Linked DNA regions of Mus musculus: region 1 is linked to region 2. A link is a contact called in public HiChIP or PLAC-seq data. All regions are on one chromosome and are shown on one strand. Each heading gives the region's core, a stretch centred on a gene start, on an enhancer-like site or on the middle of the called end of the contact. The rest is flanking DNA. Distances are from core to core; before and after follow the strand shown.

What was found. HiChIP or PLAC-seq counts read pairs in DNA pulled down with a chosen protein or histone mark.
Region 1: an H3K27ac HiChIP or PLAC-seq map of VIP interneurons shows a contact between it and region 2, with 6 times the contacts expected there. The contact joins two enhancer-like sites. A contact is called at or near these places in 2 of 484 Hi-C or Micro-C datasets (cortical neurons and embryonic stem cells) and 2 of 115 datasets of contacts at active chromatin or transcription factors (SST interneurons and VIP interneurons).

What each region holds. Positions count from the first base shown.
Region 1 is chr3:32,148,780-32,151,535 of GRCm38.p6, reverse strand. The region is part of intron 2 of Kcnmb2 (potassium large conductance calcium-activated channel, subfamily M, beta member 2); the gene reads right to left. Among named protein-coding and RNA genes, the nearest start is that of Gm42201, 180 kb to the left of the region's middle. Within about 2 kb of position 1,280, at least 10 of the 459 cell types and tissues checked have an H3K27ac peak or open chromatin away from gene starts, as enhancers often do. A contact at or near this core is called in VIP interneurons, where this site is marked.
Region 2 is chr3:31,802,751-31,805,575 of GRCm38.p6, reverse strand. No RefSeq gene overlaps it. Among named protein-coding and RNA genes, the nearest start is that of Gm34031, 98 kb to the left of the region's middle. Within about 2 kb of position 1,400, at least 2 of the 459 cell types and tissues checked have an H3K27ac peak or open chromatin away from gene starts, as enhancers often do. A contact at or near this core is called in VIP interneurons, where this site is marked.

The DNA of each region.
Region 1 (2,756 bases), core at 31-2,530, 350 kb before region 2:
GCCTGCCTGCCTGTCTGTTTGTATGCCTATCTGTGTGTCTGTCTGTTTATTAGCCTATCTATCTATCTATCTATCTATCTATCTATCTATCTATCTATCTATCTATCTATCTATCCATCCATCCATCCATCCATCCATCCATCCATCTATCTATCTATCTATCTATCTATCTGAGACAAATGCTAGCTTTGGATTATCTATGTACTATAGGATGACCTTGAACTTCTGATCCTTCTGTCTACCTCCTGAGTGCTGGAGTGACAGCTGTGTGCCACCACAGTTGGCCTTTGTGCCTGCAGATGAATTCAGCCAAGCACTCTACCAATTCAGCTACATCCCAGACCTGGGCATCTTCTACACTTCTTCTCTAACCATCATGTCTCCCCTCTCCTCTCATTGACTTACTCGGAAAGTTTAGGTTGTTGGCTGACTTATCATTCAATAAGGATCTTTTGCAAAGGGCAGCATGGCCTAAGAAGACGATGAGTGCGAACAGCAGATGGTCCAGGTGTTTGCGCGCCTCTTGGCATCAACATCTACCAACTGTGTGACTTTGTACAAGCCAATTAACAGCTCCAAGTTTTGGTGGAAAAATGGAAGGGATAATTTCTGCCACCAGGCTTGGAAGACAAGTCAACAATATATGCAAGAGGACCTCCAGTACATCGCATGTGATATCAAGAACATTGCAAGTATATCAAGTATACTGGCATGTGATAAGCACATACTAAGCATTACTTTCCTTTGTTTTGCCACCCTCACTACATACACATAAACTTAAAAATAAATGGATTGGATTTTCTTCACAAAGAAAATCCAATTAAGTTGCTTTGTACCTGCACAGGGAGCAAACCAATTCTTTCCTGTCCTATGGGGCCAGTGACTGTCACAAGAACTATTGAGATGGTAAGATCAAACTACTTCTTCATTAGCGCTAAGTTCTGACACTTGTCCTAAGCAAGAGGATTGGGATGGTAATGCCAATGAGTTTGGTTGTACGCTGGAGACGTCTAGGGAGAATTATTGAAGAATTATGGTGCTGCAGGCTGGAGAGATGGCTCAGCATTTCAGAGCAGTTCCTATCCAGGTAACTCTGATGGGGAGCCAATGGGTGAAATCCTGCTACAACCTCTTGGGTTCTGAATTTACTTAAGTGGAAAGCATTCGAGGAGCTTCTGCTGGAGTTGCTCCATGCAGTGGCTTCTCAGTGCTAGCAGCTCGCAGTGCTGGGCCTTGAGGGTACAGCTGCAAGCGCAAGTGAGATATCGAGCTGAGAAAGAGCAGAGAGGCCGTCGTTTAGAACGCCAGTAGCCTGGAGCTCTAGTGTAGGACACTCCTAATGCACTCTGCTTTATTGAGTGAGCAAGCAGGAGCGGAGGAAAGTATTTAACACATAATTACATGCTTAATCTTGCATAAAATTATCACACTAATGACATCACGGTGGCGAAGCAAAAGGTCAGTCCAAGCACAGGCATTTAGGGTTGCATCTAATGGGTGAGGCTTTATCTTTGCAGACAGCAAATTATACCTTCTCTCCGTAAGGGTTGAGTTGTTTTGGCTCCAGGGCGTTTGAAGGGAAAGCCAAATGCATGGTAGTAATTTTAGATCAAGTGATTTACTTTAGAAAACATTATTTGTTGGGAGTGATTTTTTTAAATCCTGTTGTGCTTTTTGCCTCCAAAATCAACTATGTACTTTATTTGAGTTCATTTATTTGAGTGTCTATTTGCCAAATTTTATTAAGAACTATTGTGTGCCTCAGTCTACTGCCTGCTGTGGACAGCGTAACATCAGCCTTGCCCTAAGCACTGTGCTCTTCAGGTGGAGTCAGAAGAACAAGCAACCTCTGTCCTGGTCATCTCTTGCAGACGGTGGAGTTGGGAGGAAAGGAACGCTTTTGCCTTTGTCACACAGGGACAGAATGAAGCGACTCCCAAAGCTGCTCAGGCTCATTCTCCTGGGGTTGCTGGACCTTCTCAGTAGTGCCTCAAACAGTTCCTTGTCCCGCCACATCTTACTGGACCTCTCAGCTTGTTTAATTTTATGCTATTTATTGATCACATCATTGTTCTTAAAAATGACAACAGAAACATTTTAGAAGCCTGATAGTGGCAGCACATGCCTTTAATCCCAGCACTCAGGAGTCAGTGGTGGGTGGGGCTCTGAATTTGAGACCAATTTGGCCTACACGGTGAGTTCAAGGACAGCCTGAGCTATACTCAGAAACCCAGTCTTGAAAAACAAGTTGGGGGGGGGGGGATATTTGACGTAGTGGCCAATATTTCCTTGGTTCTCCCTTGCTATGTCTCCTGTCTCTCTCATGGGTTTTTCCAGCCTTTTAATCAGAGTGTGTTTCATTTGGAGATCTGGAAGACTGTGTAGTCTCGATGGTGTCTTATACCAGGTCTAAGAACCTTTCTCCCACTTGGTGTCTAAAGACTGAGCAAGTGGTACATCTGCCACTTAGATGGAGAGTTAATGAGGAAGCTGAGAGCCAACGGCTCCTTGACAACAATCAGACAAGTGGCAAAGTATTTTCCAAGTTTTCACTGAAGATGATTTTTCAACATCTGGGAGACCATGCAAGGAACCTTGTGCCTGAAGACAGGTGGTGGTCACTTATGATCTGGTCTCTGTGACACATAGCCAACTATTATTCATAGCACTACATCTAATTTGTGGTTTTGAAGGATGCCAGCCCAAGTTAAATAGCAGAACCCTGCTTTTCTTGGCTTATAATGGCCCTCAGCAGC
Region 2 (2,825 bases), core at 151-2,650:
GCCGAAAAACTGTAAGCCCAAGTCAGACTAAACCCTAATATGGAGATGGAAATTGGGCATGCAATTCCAGGATTAGCTGACAAGCTACTAGCAATTGTTTGCTGCTGGGAGAGGGAGAGACAGTTTTCTCTGAGGGTAGTGCCTGATATATAAACCATGTTTCAATAGAAGACCACACACACACACACACACACACACACACACACACACCTGAGTGGGTAGGGAAGAGTTGGGCTTAGGAATGAATGTGATCAAAATATATTGGATGAATGTCTCAAAGAACTAATTTTAAAAGGAGATAAATCTAAGAATCTTAATGATCGACCGATGTTGAGATGGTTGAATGAAATTGTGTTCTCCTGCAGTATTGGTCAAGGTATAAGTTAGAAAACCAAATCACTCAGAGGGACAATTTGAAGCTTACTAATTACATTTTGGATCTACATTCTCATTGTTTCAACAGTTTGTCTCTAGAAACCACCTTCTAAAGTGACATGCACATATATAAAATGATATAAATACAGATGCTCAAGGTTGGCTTATCACAACACACACACACACACACACACACACACACACACACACACACACAAACACACACGCATACTATACTCAGAGAGAAAAATGTCAGAAGATTGAGCAGATTACCAGCTGTAGAACAGGGTGGTAGCCATGGAAAATGTAGGCTTATCATTTATATGAGTATTTTTTAATCTACCTTTTATAAGCATACATTGCTTACTCATAAAACAGCTATTATTCTTTTAAGTTCAATAGTTAGGCAAAACTATCAAGTACTATTGGGTATAGATCAGTGGTTAGTTCAAATAAACAATCTAGAGTTGGCTGAATAAATGATTTCATTTAAATGTTATTATCATTATTATTATATCACTATTTGTACTCTCATGTGTACGAGCTACTGTACACACATAGAAATCAGATAGCAGCTTGTGGAAGTTGTCAGTCTCCTTCTACCATGGGAGTTCCAAGGGATAGAATTCAGGTCGTCAGCCTTGGTGGCAAGTGCTTTACCCAGAGAGCCATTTCACTGGCCTGACTAGATTGCTTTTTAGAAATCACCAGTAAGTGTCATTCAAATATTGGCTCTAATTTTTTTACAACTCCCATTGCATAAATATAGGATGCTAGCACTCTCTAGCTCCTTTTGGCTATAGAAGGACTCCTACTTGGTTTGTTCAGACACAGAATCCTTAAAACCTTGGGACTGGTGGAAGAGCACTGGGACTAAAGCTGAAGTTCTTTCAGATCAGTGACAAGAGCAAGGAGGCTCCAGTTTCCACGGCTCCGTGAAGGCTCTGTACTCAGATGTGTGCAGCAAGCCAAGCATGGCAAGCTTGGACAGCACTCAGTTGGAGTCTGAGCCCAGTGTGGGGTGAAAATCCCACAGTAGCTCTTAGCTTGTCTGACAGCATCGCTGACAGCCCACAGCTCCAGAAGAACCGACCCCAGCCAGTGATTTTCTTGTTCAGCCCTTTCTGTTCTGCAACATCTGAAGGCAACTGCGGGGTTTGGGGAGAGGTGATAATTGATGGCTTTGATTTACCAAGGGAAAATGGCTGTGAGGAGTTGTGTAGTCCAGGGAAAAGCCCCTGCAGATGTGAAACTGTGCCCTTGCAGTTAACAGGGGACTATCATCCATCTTGAAACTGTCATTTCTGCTGTTAACCATCTCCAGTCAAGTACAGGCTTCCCTCTGAGGATTGCTGTCCCTGATTACCTCCCAGAAGACTCTAAAACCTCACCATACCCCCACGTCAACTTCACATTCTATCCCCATCCTGAGGCTCCTTTACAGCCAGTGGTTGCATTGATCTTGTTTTGTTTCACAGATTTTACTCCTTGTTTTCCGGTTGTACCTGCACACGTCTCTTCCAGCTTGACAAAGGAAGGAAGAAGAGGCATCAGTGCCAAACAATGCTTCCTCTCTGAAATGCCCACCAAAGCCCTCTGCAACCTCACAGGCATGTCAGGTTCTACTCTTTGTTTTTGTTTTATTGTTAGAGAGAAACCATGTTTTTGGACATAAGCAAAGCTACTTTCTATGATCTCCAACTTTTGGACAGCCTGGCAATTCACTCCAACAATTCTTCTAAGTTTGATTTCTAAGCTATTACTTTTTTTCTGAGTTGACATTAAATAAAAATTGAAATTAATGAACAGGCAATAAAACGGGTCTCGCTGGCACCGGAGACGTTCGCTCTGTGGCCTGGACGGCATGACTGTTTACTGCTATGAAAAGTATCTGATGAAAGCCACTTAAGGAAGGGCAGGTTTATTCTGACGCCCAGTTTCTGGATATAAATCAGTCATAGTGGGGGAAGGCAGGAGGTCAAGAGTGTGAAGTGGCTGGTCACATCATGTCCACAGTCAGAAGCACACAGCACAAACACTGATGGTCAGCGTGCATTTTCTCCTTTTTATTCAGTTTAAGAGGCCCTAGGGATAGGCATTCCACATTCAAGGTAGGTCTTCCTTCCCCAGTTAAATCTTTTTGGATTCACCCTTATAGACATTCTTGGAACTGTGTTACCCCTGGGATTCTAGGTCAACAAGGAAGAGTAACCATTGCACAAACGACATCCCTAATAGGAAAGCATTGCCATCTCCATTTTAGAAGCAAACCCATGGAGACCCAGATGAATTAATAGTGACCAAGTTCATGAACTAACATATGGCAAAGCTGGTATCCCAATACAGTTTTGTTCACCCAGTCCTGTTACAGGGGTCATGTTTTATCAATTGTATCTCTTTGATCTCCTTTCTCCTACCTCATCATTGAAGAGGGCATTCTTTATTCATAG